Linked DNA regions of Ovis aries: region 2 is linked to region 1. Evidence: chromatin contacts called from public Hi-C data. All regions are on one chromosome and are shown on one strand. Each heading gives the region's core, a stretch centred on a gene start, on an enhancer-like site or on the middle of the called end of the contact. The rest is flanking DNA. Distances are from core to core; before and after follow the strand shown. Region 1 holds the start of APOE (apolipoprotein E). Region 2 holds the start of KLC3 (kinesin light chain 3).

The links. A called contact is a pair of places that touch in the nucleus more often than the background predicts.
Region 2: a contact with region 1 is called in a Hi-C map of tail adipose tissue, with 9 times the contacts expected there. The contact joins the promoter of KLC3 here to the promoter of APOE in region 1. A contact is called at or near these places in 3 of 16 Hi-C or Micro-C datasets (blood, liver and tail adipose tissue).

What each region holds. Positions count from the first base shown.
Region 1 is chr14:52,421,947-52,429,105 of ARS-UI_Ramb_v3.0, reverse strand. It overlaps APOE (apolipoprotein E), which reads right to left and starts at 4,224. Exons shown (of 4, transcript XM_027978460.2): 1 at 4,065-4,224; 2 at 1,038-1,103; 3 at 358-547; 4 at 1-72. The coding sequence starts at 1,080. It overlaps LOC105616899 (a long non-coding RNA gene), which reads left to right and starts at 2,114. Exons shown (of 4, transcript XR_006056203.2): 1 at 2,114-2,169; 2 at 5,085-5,176.
Region 2 is chr14:52,756,711-52,763,869 of ARS-UI_Ramb_v3.0, reverse strand. It overlaps KLC3 (kinesin light chain 3), which reads right to left and starts at 3,877. Exons shown (of 13, transcript XM_042232175.2): 1 at 3,784-3,877; 2 at 1-128. The coding sequence starts at 120.

The sequences.
Region 1 (7,159 bases), core at 2,975-5,474:
ATGGGGGCTAGCTGTCCCTCCAGCTCCTCCCTGTAGGCCTTCACCTCCTTCATGGTCTCCTCCATCAGCACCCTGGGGGCCGAGAGGGCAAAAATGGAGAGAAGAGGTAGGGATCCTGAGCTAGGGTGATAGAGGGAGAGATGCAGAGGAAGGTGCCAGACAGAAAACGCCGAAGAACAGGATCAGAGAGAGGGAAAGCCAGGAGCCCAAGGAGAAAAGAAAGCCAAGAAATGAGCAGAGACCAGACCCCCGCCAAGTGTTGGTGATGGGGACGGAAAGAATCCCAGATCAGAGGAAACTGGGGTCCCGAACACACTGCCCACTGGAGGGATGAGGGGCCAGGGCGGAGGCACTCACGTCAGTTCCTGAATGACCTGGGTGTTGAGCAGCTCCTCCTGCACCTGGTCAGACAGCGTCTGCACCCAGCGCAGGTAATCCCAGAGGCGGCCCAGCACCTGCTCCCAAGGCTGGCTGTCCTGCCCCCGGGGCTGCTCCGGAGGCAGGGGCTCCTCGGACCCCAGCTCTCCCTCCATATCCGCCTGGCATCCTGCACACAGACAGTTCACCGCGGTCAGGGTCCTCTGCCCGCTCCAGGCACACAGTACCCGGTACAGAGGAGGTGCTCCACAGAGGCTGGTGGGCTTCTTTAGAGCACTGGGGGGTGGAGATGGGGTGGAGAGACGCCCAGCCGGTTTAAGCTCTTGATAAGCATGGATTATGTGTGGTCCACGTACTGCCACGCTGGGGCGATAGAGAATAAAACAGCCCCAGATAGAGAATAATCACCTCTGACACTTAGCTGCTCCTCACTACCTGCCTGACAGCAGTGCGCTAGAAACTCTCATTTTAAAAGGATGGGGAAACTGAGGCTCTGAGAAAGTAAAACTGCAGCTCAGAACCAAGGAATGTCAGAGAGACCTCAGACCCGGGGAGACAGACCAGCAGATGAGAGGACCCACGGACCACGGACGGGAGGACGGCAAGCTGAGGATGGGAGGGGGTGGGGCAAAGAACCTGGGCAAGCTCCGCCCCCATACCTGCCAGAAGCGCGACCACCAGGGCAACCCACAGAACCTTCATCTTCTGGCTTGCGATTGGCCAACCTGAAGGAGGGAGAAATTGTCACTCAACCCCGGGGGGTGGGGGGACTCCCTCCCCCTCAGAGCCCCGCCCCACCCGGTTTTAGCCTTCAAAGCCTCGCTCCCAGCAACATCCTAATCCAATTCCAAATATTTACCCAGCGGCCCCTACATTGTCTATTTCATTTCCTCATTGTCTTCTCTTATCTCCCCATCCCCAGGTCTGCCGCCGCCTTAATTCCATCCCTCTCCCAGGGTTCAGATTCCACTCAACCCGCCTTCCCCTCCATCCCGGAGTTCCCCGAGAGCCCCGGCTGGACTTTCTAAAGTTCCAACCTCGCATTCCCCTCTGTATCTTCCCATTCTCAGCTCCAACTTCACATCTAAACGCTGTCATCCGCATATTCGCTAATTTAATCCTCATTTAGAAGTCCTTCAACCCACGCTTTAGCTACCGTGCCGCCGCCCCTGAGCCTCCCTTACCGAAAATCTTAGGACAATTGTGGGCATCCAGTAGGTGCTCAGTAAACAGCAGTAACAGTTAGTGGGTTTTTGCTATCTCTCGTCTGGTTTTTCCTGCAGGTCCAGCTGCTCCCCTGAACCCACCTTCCAGTCCAAACGGGATACGCCTGCTCCCCACCCCTCTAGGTCCAGTCCCCTGTCTCTGGTCTCCTCCTCTGCTCAAGCTTTTGTCCTGGTCCGGGCGGCGTCGGACCGTCACCTCGTCCACCTCTCCCGCAGCCCGTCCCCCACAGAAGCCCTGAGCTGGTCTCCGTGGCCCCCAGCTCTGCTTCTCACCGCGCTCTTCGCCTCCGGAAACCGCGTCCTTCGCCTCCGGGATTGAGCAGGGACTCACGGATCCCAGATTCGTCCAATTATAGGGCTCCCCCCTGGCCCGCCCACTTCTCCTGAGCTGGGGCAAGCTGGGCCAGCCCCCTCAGGTCACGAGGTGGGCTGTCCTCCCCCTTCACACACAGCAAGGAGGGGAGGGGGTGGGGCCTGGAGGCCTGGCAGCCCCCACTCCCAGCCCCCTTGAAAAGATGACTTCTCACCCAGTAACTCAGGCGGCTTCCTCCATCCTGGTGGGTAGGTGAGCTGGTGAGGGCTGGGACAGTGGGCATGGAAGGGGCTGGAACAGGCCACTGCCCACAGCACCCATCCCCTGCCCTTCTCTTTTCCAGCGGATGGATGAATAGAATTTGGGGAAAGGACTGGGGGCCTGAAATCCCTGGTTAGAGGAAGGAGGGGGTTGGGACTCTGGGTAGGGAGGGGGAAGGGAGCTGGCTGGCTGGATAGAAATGGGATAGGAGTTCTGGGGACAGTACAAGGTATCTGCTACAAGCCCAGGCTTTGAGAGTGCAATCTGGACTTTACCATGAGCTCCCTCTTGCCCTCTTCCCTTGGGCACAGGAGAGTGCCTCTCTTGAGCCCCCTTCCCCGGTTGAGACCTGAAAATCCAGCATTTGTCCCAACTGTGTATTGTTCCTTCAGTGGGGCCTGAAGCATGCTTCAGGACTGTGCCTGCTTAGGACTGTGGATTCCAGAACCAAACTGCTCAGGCCTGAATCCAGGCTCTGCCAGTTGTCAGCTGTGTGACCCTGAGCCAACGACCCAGCCTCTCTGAACATCCAGTTTCTTGGTCCACAAAACCAGGAAAAGAGTTGCACTTAACACCGTCATTCGGTGAAGCAACAGGCTACTGTGTGTACTGAGAACAAGTAGGGTTAGCTGGCAAACAGTGGCCCCATGTTGGACTTCAGTTCTGTGCTGGGCCACAGTGAACACTCCTGTCCCTCCCTCCCTTGCAGCCCTGTTCATGAGCCCCAGCTGTTTCACAGACGGGCATCCTGAATTGAGAGTGTTGTAGCCACACTCTCTGCTCTCTGGGAAGTAAACTCACTCAGAAGGACAACGCAAATAGTGGAGTGCAGTTTATTACACCAGTGGGCCCAAGGCAGAGTCTTCTCTTAGCCAAGGACCCGGTCAGTTTTTGTGACAACCTTATATACCCTAAGTGTACATGCTCAAACCCTCCTCCCCGAATTCCTCAAAACTAGCCTGGATAATGTGAAGGGGCTAAATCATGATTCATATATTAGTCCAGACACCTAATTAGGCTAACATATATCAATAGGTTTTGTGCAGATAACAATTTGTTTTCCTCTGGGGTAGATTAGTATATTCTTTTCGGCGACAGAAAGTCCAGGAACAAGTTCTGGAGTCCCTTTATCCAGGGGTCTGTTTTTCAGTTGGAATGTTGCTTTTATAGATTCCAGGCACAAAGCTCAAAGTCCACTGGGAGAACACCCCGGCATGTAGTCCAAAGTTTTCAAGAAGTCTAAAATGGGGTCCTGCAGCCAAGATGGAGTCCGCTTTGCCCACTTTCCTCTTTTATTCCTCTCTCTTGATGCTCCTAACTCTCAGTGGGAGCATCACTCATAGGAATATATTGTACCCTAGGCCTCCTAACACCGATCTGGGAAAGTGAGGTTCGTCTCTAGGTTACAAAGTTAACAACATGTTGTAAAGTGCAAGGGCCGGATAACAGAACTATTAAAATGACAGTGAGCGCAGTTTCACACCAGTCACCCTTTACCCAAGATAGGACCGAGGTCCAGAAGGGAATATTTTCATCTGACATTGCTTTTGCTTGGTCCCTCATGTCACCCAAAGCAGTCGTTACAGTGCCAGATAAATCAGGAATGTATATACAACGGTCAGCCTTAAGTATGGCACAGGTTCCATACACAACATTCAACCTTAAGTATGGCACAGGTTCCTCCCTGTGAGGCGGTGAGGATGTCTAATGCCATTCTATCCTTGATTTTTGTTGTCTTACTTGATGCAAAAAAACCTCATAGTCATATCACCCCTCTGTAGAGGTGATACGCGCCGTGGGAGCCCGTCCATCCCAGATAGAGGCATGGCGCTGGACTGGCCCAACAGCCTTGTGCCCCTCTTTAGAACAAATCCCAGATACCTCACCTCCTCCTGGCAGATCCGAGCCTTCTTTTTCGAGACCGGGTAACCAGCCTCTATCAGCAGTCCCAGCGAGGCCTTGGTTCCTTCCCAGCAATCATCCTTGTTCTCAGCGGCCAGGAGCAGATTGTCCACGTATTGCAGCAGCCAACAACCAAACTTTTCTGGCTGAAATGCGCCTAAGTCCGAAGCCAGGGCTTCTTCAAAAATGGTTGGAGAATTTTTAAACCCTCAGGGGAGGGGGGTCCAGGTTAGTTGTTGTTTGGCGCCCCCTGTTGGGTCTTCCCATTCGAAAGCAAAAATTGGTGGTGATACCTGGGCTAGGTGTGTACAGAAAAAGGCATCTTTTAAGTCCAGACAAGGATAGAACTTTTGCACTTCGAGGGAGGAAGCTGAGTAAGGTATATAGGTTTGGGACTGTGGGTTGCAGGGTCATGGAAGCTTGGCTGACCAGCCTTAAATCTTGTATTGGCCTATAGTCCTGTCCCCCTTCCTTTTTAACTGGCAGGATTGGTGTATTTCATTCTGATTGGCATTCAATCAGGATGCCGGCCAGTTTCAGTCTATATAAATGTGGCAGTATGCCGAGACGAGCCTCCAGGGGCAATGGATACTGGCGTTTTCTAACCGGGGTGGCACTGGGCTTAAGTTCTATTATTATTGGAGCATGGTGTTTGGCGAGCCCAGGGGGGTTTCCTTCTGCTCAGACCTCGGGCAGTTGTTGAGCCAGTGTTTCCTCCCGGCCGTTCATCCCCTCTAGTCTTTTCTCAGTATATTCATGTAACCTCCATTCATCTTGTGGGGTAACTGAGAGGGAGAGTAAGTAAGTAGCTGGGCGGGTCAATGTGCAAAGTGGGGTGTTCGTGGGGGGAAAAGGTCACTTGTGATCCCAGTTGAGAGAGTAGATCTCTTCCTGGTAGAGGTACTGGGCATTCAGGGATATATAAGAACTCATGAGTCACTTGGTGGCCCCCGCCATCTGGCACTTTTAGGGCTTACAGAATTGTTTAATCATTTCCTTTCCAGGTATCCCAGTTATGGCAGTGGCCTTTTTCGAGAGAGGTGCCGTGGGTTCAGTTGCTACTGACAATCCTGCTCCGGTATCCACCATGAAGTCAGTAAGTTGGTCCCCTGCTTTTAATGTTATCATGGGCTCTTGTGGACCTGTGTCTCTGAGCCCCGGCATCCCTATTCAGTCTCTCATCCGTCAAGGCTTGCCACTGTACTGGTTGATTCCCGGCTTTTAGTGGTTTTAGGACATTGGTTTTTCCAGCGGCCAAACCCTCGGCACCAGGCACGCTGATTGGGCTGTAACGTGGACCTAGGCTTTCGTGGAGGTTTCCTGAGGGAGTGGTCTCGTCTCCAGGAGGGAGGGGCTTTCGTGGGCAGCCTGGCAGGCCTTCCCAAGGCCACGGCTAGCATTGCAAATCTCTGGTCTGCTCAGTTTTTCAGTTTCTTTCTTGGCTTCCACATCTCTGTTTCTGAATATTTTGTTTGCAATTTCAACTAGTTGGGAGCTGGACATTGATAATACTCCATCCAGCTTCTGGAGCTTTCTTTTAATATCAGGATAAGCCTGTGACACAAATGTTGAGTTTATAATGATGTGAGAGCCCCTGGCTTCGAGGCCGATCAGCGTATAGAGTCTATAAGCCTCACACAGTCTTTCATAAAATTCAGAAAGGGGCTCGGCCCCTTGTTGCACTACTCCGGCAGGTCTTGCCTTATCTGTAGGCCTGCGGGCTCCTCTTTTTAGTCCCTGTAGATGGCTGTACGCTATCTGTCTAATTAGTTTCTCCCCTCGTCTGTATTATAGTCCCAATTAGGTCTGTCATCGGGGAGGGTTTGTTTCACCCACATTTGTGGGTTTACAGTTCCTTCTGGAACCATTTCTAGCAGCCATTTCTTTGCTTCAGTAAGAATTCTATACTGTTCTTCCGTACTGAAGAGGGAAGTTAATAATTGGATAATATCGTCCCATGTCAGTCGGCGGGTACAAAAAATAGTTTCCATCAATCTCATCATATCCTGTGGCTCCTCTGAATATGGTGGCGTATATTTTTGCCAGTTCAAGATATCAGTAGACAAAAATAGTTGATAGTAGTAGGCCACGGGAGCCTGGTGATAATTACTGTCTTTCCCCTGTATGCAGGCCTGCTGGACTTCCCTAAGGGGCATCTGAAATGGTGTCTTTTCCTCTAACTCCTTGGCAGAGAACAGTCTCTGTTTAATTCCAGTGTTCCCCTCCCTTTCTCATCGGTACTCTTGGGGAGGTGGGGGTGTTGGCGGTGGATAGAGCTTAGGTTGTGCCTCTGGGGTAGGAGCTGAATCCGGAGGGTGGTATCCAGTGGTCCCTCCCGCTGGGGTCAGATCCTGCTGGGGTGGTGGCTCTGCGACCCCTGGGGGGGGGCTGAAGGAAGGGCCGGGGACAGCGTTGATGCTGGGATGTCCTGTGGCCTCCGTCTGGTGGCTGTTAAGGCCCCGGCCTGGCTGACACATCTGAGGGCCGGTTCATCGTCCAGTACAGTGGGGGAGGAAGTTCCTCATTTGGATCCTGTAGAATCACTTTTTTATCATCAGTTTCTGTGCCTTTTTCCTTCTCCATTTTGAATATAAAATCGTGCCCATGGTAGAGGAATCTTGGGCCAGCTGTAGCCGGGAGTATGTACGGGAACCGGTCGGATGTCCAGGCTTCCCCGTGACTATCACCTAGACTGCTTTTATTATTTTCAAGTCCACTGTGCCCTCTGGTGGCCAGCCAACTCCCATAGCAGACGATTCGACCTTGAAGAGGGTGCACAGCCGGCCAGGTGTCATTTTTACCCCATAGTCTCCTCTGAACCCCTTTTTGAAACTTTTGATCACAGTGGTCAGTATGGTTGCCTTAGATCTGTTTCCTCCCATTTTGCCTACCTTTCCGGGAGTGTCCCTTCTCCTGTTGGCGGAGTTTCTGGTACCCCAGATACTTCTGATATTTCCACTCGATGAAGCACTTAAATTGCCACTCGGCTTCTTCCCTGATAGGATTGAAAAGGGCTTTGCCGGCCAAGTCCCAGAGGGAGAGGGGAGTCCAGCGTGCTTTCTCCCGTTGTTGTATGTGT
Region 2 (7,159 bases), core at 2,628-5,127, 340 kb before region 1:
CTCTGCCCGCAGGGCCTCCAGCCCCTTCACCACTTGTCGCGTCTGCCGCACCAGCTCCTCGGGGCTTGGGCGCTCTGGGCCGAGCCCCACGCCTCCCGGGGCCGCCACCTGCACGGACATGGCTGCTCCTGGGGGGGACCAGGACCGGGGTGGGGGGTTGGTGGTCACTGCCAGGGCCAGGCAAGCCCACCCCTCGGCCTCCGCGTCACTGGGCCACACATCCCCTCCCAGCCATCGCCCCATCCGCCCATCCCGGCCAGCCCTCTGCCTCCATGCTTTGCTCACTGCAGCCGGCAACCTGTCCCACGCCCATCCTGGCGAGCCCGCAGCTGGAAACTTTCTGGTCTCCTTCGCCTGTCCTCAGCCCCGGGGCCCGGCCCCGAGGACAACTCCCAAACCTTCCCGGTGTGGAATTAACCCAGACAGCCAAGCAGCCATCCGACGGCCGCCCACCTGCCCTCAGCTCACCTGGTCAGCCCTCCCGACCCCAAGGACCCCGGATCCCCCAGCCCGGCCGGCCCGGCTGTGTGACCGGACGGAGGTGCCCTCCCCTGCTGGGCGTGTGGGGCGGGACGTGTGGAGGCGGCAGCCTCTCCGTGAGCTCAGTCTCAGGGTGTTTTTGTTGGGAACCAGTCAGACCACTGGGGGTGGGGTGGGGCGGAGGAGAGGGCCATGGGGCTGGGGTGCGGGAAGCTGAGGAGGCCTGGGTACTGGGGAGGTCAGGGAGGGTCCCCACATGTGGCAACTCCTGGGGACCTGAGGAGCTGACAGACCAGAGGAAACCGGCTCCCCCCTTCACTGCAGACAGGCCCGGCCAGCCCAAGGCGTGCTGGAACACACGTGTGGCAGGCATGGCCCAGGGGTGTCACACAGGCCATGTGACAGATGAGGGTCTGAGTCCCAGATGGTAATGGGTGGGGGGGGTCCCAAATGTGGGACTGCATGGGGTTGTATGGGGGTGACAAGGTCGACGACACTGGGGACGATGTCTCTGGGACACACACTCCCCTCTTAGAAACAGACCTCAACACACGCAGACCCTCCCTTCTTAAAACCATGCTGTACACATTCTCCTCTCGGATATGTGACACATACTCTTCGTTATTTCAAATATAACACAAGACACACTCTCAGAAATATGCCTCTACACACACTCCATCTCAGAAATACAACAATACACAGTCTCCTTTCAGAAATACAACACACACACACTCTTTTAAAAATACAACTCAACACACCCACTCACATCCGCGTTTTCTTTTCAAAATACAACCTAGTGCAACACACTAACTCAGGCACACACACACATATTCTTCTTCCAGAAACAGCATGTGTAGGGACTTTCCTGGCGGCTAAGACTCCGTTCTCCCATTGCAGGGGTCCCGGGTTCAATCCCTGTTCAGGGAACTAGAGCTCGCATGCTGCAACTAATGAACCCAGGTGCTGCAATGGAGACCCGGCAGAGCCAAACAAATAAATAAGCATTAAAAAAAAAAAATGAAAATAACACACATACACTCCCCTCTGAAAAACAGAACCCAACAGACAGGTACATTTTCCTTTCAGAAATAAAGGCTGAGGGCTTCCTTGGAGGCTCAGTGGTAAAGAATCCATCTGAGAATGTGGGAGACACAGATTCAATTCCTGGTCCGGGAAGATCCATATGCCACAGAGCAATAAGCCAGTGTACCACGACTACTGAGCGTGCGCTCTAGAGCCGGGGAGCTGAAACTGTGGAGGCCAAGCGCCTAGAGCCTGTACTCTGCAACAGGAGAACCCACCTCGACGAGAAGCCCACGCAGCAAGGAAGACCCAGCACAGCCAAAAACAAACCAAACGATAAGAAGGAGAAATAAAACGCCAGACAGAAAACAACGTATGGTTACCAAAGGGGGCAGAGGGTGCGGAGGGATAGACTGGGGTTAACATATACACATGTAAAATCAATAACCAACAAGAATCTACTGTAAACCTCAGGGAACTGTGCTCAATATATTATAATAACTTACAGTGGAAAACAATGGGAAAAATAAAGAGAAAATCCAACCGAATCACTTTGCTGCACCCCTGAAACTAAAAGCCAGCACACAAATAAACCCCCCTCCCTCACCCCTCTTCACTTGTGAAAATGAAACCCAATCCCAAGTCACTCCCATTCGGACTGTCTCCTTGAACATGCACTCTCCCACACCTCCACATCCTGCCAGCGCCAGCCCTCCATCCCACGCCTCCCTCCCTCTCGGCTCCCAGGACTCGCGGTGGACCTGTCATCGTTCCTCCCCGCTTCCTCCACCGCCCCTGCCCGGCCACACACAGACACACTAGAGTTTCACGCACGAATGTGCGAATGACCCGATGCTGGCTCCTACACCTTCGCAAGCGGGTGCCCACGGCACAGACACACGGAGACACACAGAGTTCCACGTTCTCATGCACAGACTCGCAGGCTGACTTCACTCCACCCGTGGCATCCCCGAAAGCAGCGCTGCGCTTTTCACACCTGCGCACATGCTCACAATCACATCCACTCAGACACAGAGCAAGGGCAGGTGTGCAACCACAGGGGTTTTGCACACTGCAGGCTCTCCACCCCGAATCTCCCTCTTTCCCTATGTGTATGTGTTCACGCACATATCGATCTCCATGTACGTTGTACATGTGTGTGCGTATATCACATCAGACTTATTAACAGCTTCACACCTTACACGCAAGTCCTATAAATGATCACTCACGACCACGCCAGTTCATTGAGTCATCTTGACAACCATGACCCTTATTCACGTATACAACCTCCTACAACATCAAGCACAACCTCGAACAGCTGAGTCGACTGTTCCAGACACGGCCTCATAGAGTACCGCTCACAGAGATACATACAGCTCGACCACAGCCACGCATCACTCGGACTGTCCTTGACACGTCTCCCACACTCACACATCCTCCCAAACAGCACACTCCCCTTCACCTGCTCAGCCTCGTGTGTACCAGCACACAGCTGACCACAATAATCAGTCACACTCCACACATCCATCCTGTACCCCACAGCACACACCTCCCTGCCATCCCCGCCCCCACCAGTCTTACCATCAGAGAGACAACCACGGCCATGCAATTTCTCGGTCACATACCTAACCCTATAAACAGTTCAACTCTGCCAAACACACACACACACACAGCATTACAGACTCACCATCAGAGGTGGCCCACATTTTCACACCACTGAAAGTTTCACATCATTCACACGGTCCTTTGGTGCCCTCGCAGGGCTAAACGGACAGGCCATCCCCGGTACCAACCTGTACCCACATCTGTACGCACCGTTTGACACCATCACACACATCTGAGCTTTCTACACCATCTCTCGTGCACACTCACGCCCAATATCCACGCACATATACACTTGCAGCGGGAGTGTATGGACCGCTCCCCAAACCACACAACTTACCCCTGGCCGGCCGGCTGAGCCCCGCGCACCCCGGTTTCACAGCCCGCCAGCCTGCCAGCCGGCCGGGCCGTCACAAGGGCCCCCTCCCTTTCCCAGGCCCCGCCCCGTCCTCGCGCCTGTTTACCTGCGCCCCGAGAGAGGGGGCGCGGCCCCAGCGCGCCCTCCAGACCCGGGAGAGCCCGAGAGCGGGACAGGGGGCGTCCAGGGACCCCAAGGCCCGTCCCCGTCTCCAGGCCATTGGTCCCAGGGGTGTGCCAGGCCCAGCCCACACCCTCTGCCCCCGCCTCCATCCTCTCGGCTCCTGGGACTCCCCCCCACACTCCTGGCGCCCAACTGACCGCGAACGGCTCCAAGTCCCGCTTCTCCGCGCTGCGCACGCACGGCCGCCGCCCGCAGCTGCGCCCGCAGTCTCCGGCCGCGGGCGGCTCCTCCGCGGGGCGGGGCGGGGCGGCCCGCAGCCCCGCCCCGCAGGTGAGACCGGCCCCGCCCGCCGCTCCTGGAAAGTTAAGCCCAGCCGCCCCAGCGCTGCGGGAGTAGCAGAGCCTTGTGCGCGCGTTTAGCCGGTAGTCTCTGCGGCACGTCGAATCCGAGATGATTGCAGGCGCGCGGGAAATGAGAGTCTCCGCGAAACTAGAATCTTGGAAACTCGAAATCTTAGAAACTTTACATCCCAGACGGATGGCTTTCTTGCAAGGCCAGCCTCCGGCCCTTCGCCTCGGCTGTGCGCCCGCTTTGGAAATCTCTCCACATACATCTCGACGCTTGTCCTTTTTCAAAGGCCGTTTCCTCCGAGAGGCCTTCCTTGCCGCTTCTAAAATACACCCTTCCCACCGAAACACAACCTCATTTATCTGCTTGATTTTGTTAATAAATTTTTTCAGGACCTAAAATTATATAACATTATAATTACTGTGTTATGTTACATCAGGTTATTGGCGAGGCTAAAAATCTGGCTCTGAGTTCACATCATGTTTCACCATTTACTGGCTGTGCAGGCTTTGGACAGTAACTTAACCTCTCTGTCTCCGTTTCCCTGATCTCTAATGGATTAGTCAAAAGCTGTGAGGACTGAATGCCTTAATATATGGATTGGAAGCATTTAGCAAATATTAGCTGCTGATTTTGTGGTGTTATATTATTGGTTCGGCTTTCCAAGCGGAGCTAAAAAAAGAAAAACCACCTGCCTATGCAGGAGATATAAGAGATGCGAGTGCGATCCCTGGTTTGGGAAGATCCCCTAGAGGAGGGCATGGCAGTCCACTCCAGTATTCTTGCCTGGAGAATCCCATGGACACAGAAGTCTGGCAGGCTACAGTCCTTTGGGTCACAAAGAGTCAGACACAACTGAAGCAACTCAGCACAGATGCATTATTGTTCTCCCCCAGGGAAAGGTGTACATCAAGGCTGTATATTGTCACCCTGCTTATTTAACTTGTATGCAGAGTACATCATGCAAAATCCTGGGCTAGATGAAGCACAAGCTGGAATCAAGATTGCCAGGAGAAATATCAATAACCTCAGATACACAGATGACACCACCCTTATGGTAGAAAACGAAGAGGAACTAAAAAGCCTCTTGACAATAGTGAAAGAGGAGAGTAAAAAAAAAAAAAACTGGCTTAAAATTCAACATTTAAAAAACTAAGAACATGGCATCTGGTCCCATTACTTCATGGTGACTAGATGGGGAAACAATGGAAACAGTGACAGATTTACTTTCTTGGGCTCCAAAATCACTGCAGATCTTGACTGCAGCCATGAAATTTAAAACATGCTTGCTCCTTGGAAGAAAAGCTATGACCAGTCTAGACAGCGTATTAAAAAGCAGAAACATTGCCAACAAATGTCCATACACTCAAAGGTATGGTTTTTCCAGTAGTCATGTATAGATGTGAGAGTTGGACAATAAGGCTGAGCATTGAAGAATTGACGCTTTTGAACTGTGGTGTTTGAGAAGACTCTTGTGGGTCCCTTGGACTGCAAGGATATCCAAGCAGTCAATCCTAAAGGAAATCAGTCCTGAATATTCATTGGAAGGGCTGATGCTGAAGCTGAAGCTCCAGTACTTTGGCCACCTGATTCGAAAAGCTGACTCATTAGAAAAGACCCTGATGTTGCAAAAGATTGAGGGCAGGAAGGAGAAGAAGGGGAAGACAGAGGATGAGATGTTTGGATGACATCACTGACTCAATGGACATGAATCTGAGCAACCTCTGGAAGATGGTGAAGGACAGGGAAGCCTGGCGTGCTGCAGTTCAAAGAGTCGGACATGACTGAGCTACTGAACAACAACCTTAGAATGCCAGCTCCCTGAAGGCAGGGCTTTGTGTTGTAAGCATGTTATCTTTAGCAACAGAACAAGGTGGTGCAAAGTAGGTGCTCAATAAATACCTGTTGAGTGACTTACTCAATAAATCAAGTCCTAGAAACATAAATTGGCCAAAGATAGGCTCACAGGATTTTAGCATGATCGCCTGCTTTGCCAAACCCTGCAGTATCCCAGTGATACTATAGTATCACTGCACTATAGTATATATCCAGCAGAGGGCGCTGCTGTCCCGTGGACTAGGCACCAGACTATGGCACCACTCCCCTATTCTCGGAGCCTCAGTGCAGATGCTCCCGCCTGCAGGAACCTCTCGCTGGAGGATACGACCTTCCTGGGCTCCTGCGACCGTCTAGGCTCCCACATTCCAACCCTGCCCACTCTAGGTCATCACATGTCTCTCTCCCTCGCTGGAACACCAGAAGGACTGACAAAGCCAAGGCACATTCCCCAGCACAGCCTGAGCACAGAGAAGGCACTGACAATGGCTGTTGACTGACTGATGGAAAATCAAACTCAAACTCACGCTCTTACTTCTCCAGGTACGTCTAGGGAACAGGGTGGAAGAGGGCAGCTGAGGCTTTGTCCCCGATTGTTCTGGCCTCAGGACACTGGTCACTGTTTCTGGAACTGCCACACGCTCACCCCAAACCAGTGCACCGAGTCAGATGGTTTAAGGCACATCCCTGCTCCGTCATTTGTTGGCTGTACAATCCCTGAGCCAGGAGCCAAGCTCTCTGGCCCTCACGGTCCTGGTCTGTAGAAATGGACTCACAAGGGTAACCTATTTTGTGAGGCTGATGTGGGGATTAATGAGTAATCCCTTTAAAAGGCAACCAAGCCTACTCATCACAACTACTGAGCCCGTGTGAGACAACTAGAATCCTTGCACTGCGATGAAAAATCATGCATGACACAACAAAAACCCAATGCAGCCAAATAAATAAATAAAAATTTAAAAAAAAGTGGTGTCAGAAGGATGCTCAGAGATAACAAAAGATTACAGAATGAAAAGTTGGTCTTTGTCTCTCCTTGATCCCCAGATACTCTTCCAAGAAGCAGACATGATTTGGTTTAGTTCAGTCACTCAGTCTTGTCCGACTCTTCGAGACCCCATGGACCACAGCACGCCAGGCCTCCCAGTCCATCACCAACTCCCAGAGTTTACCCAAACTCATCTCCATTGAGTTGGTGATGCCATCCAACCATCTCATCCGCTGTCGTCCCCTTCTCTGCCTGCCCTCAATCTTTCCTAGTGTCAGGGTCTTTTCAAATGAGTCAGCTCTTCGCATCAGGTGGCCAAAGTATTGGCATTTCAGCTTCAACAGCAGTCCTTCCAATGAACACTCAGGACTGATCTCCTTTAGGATGGACTTGTTGGATCTCCT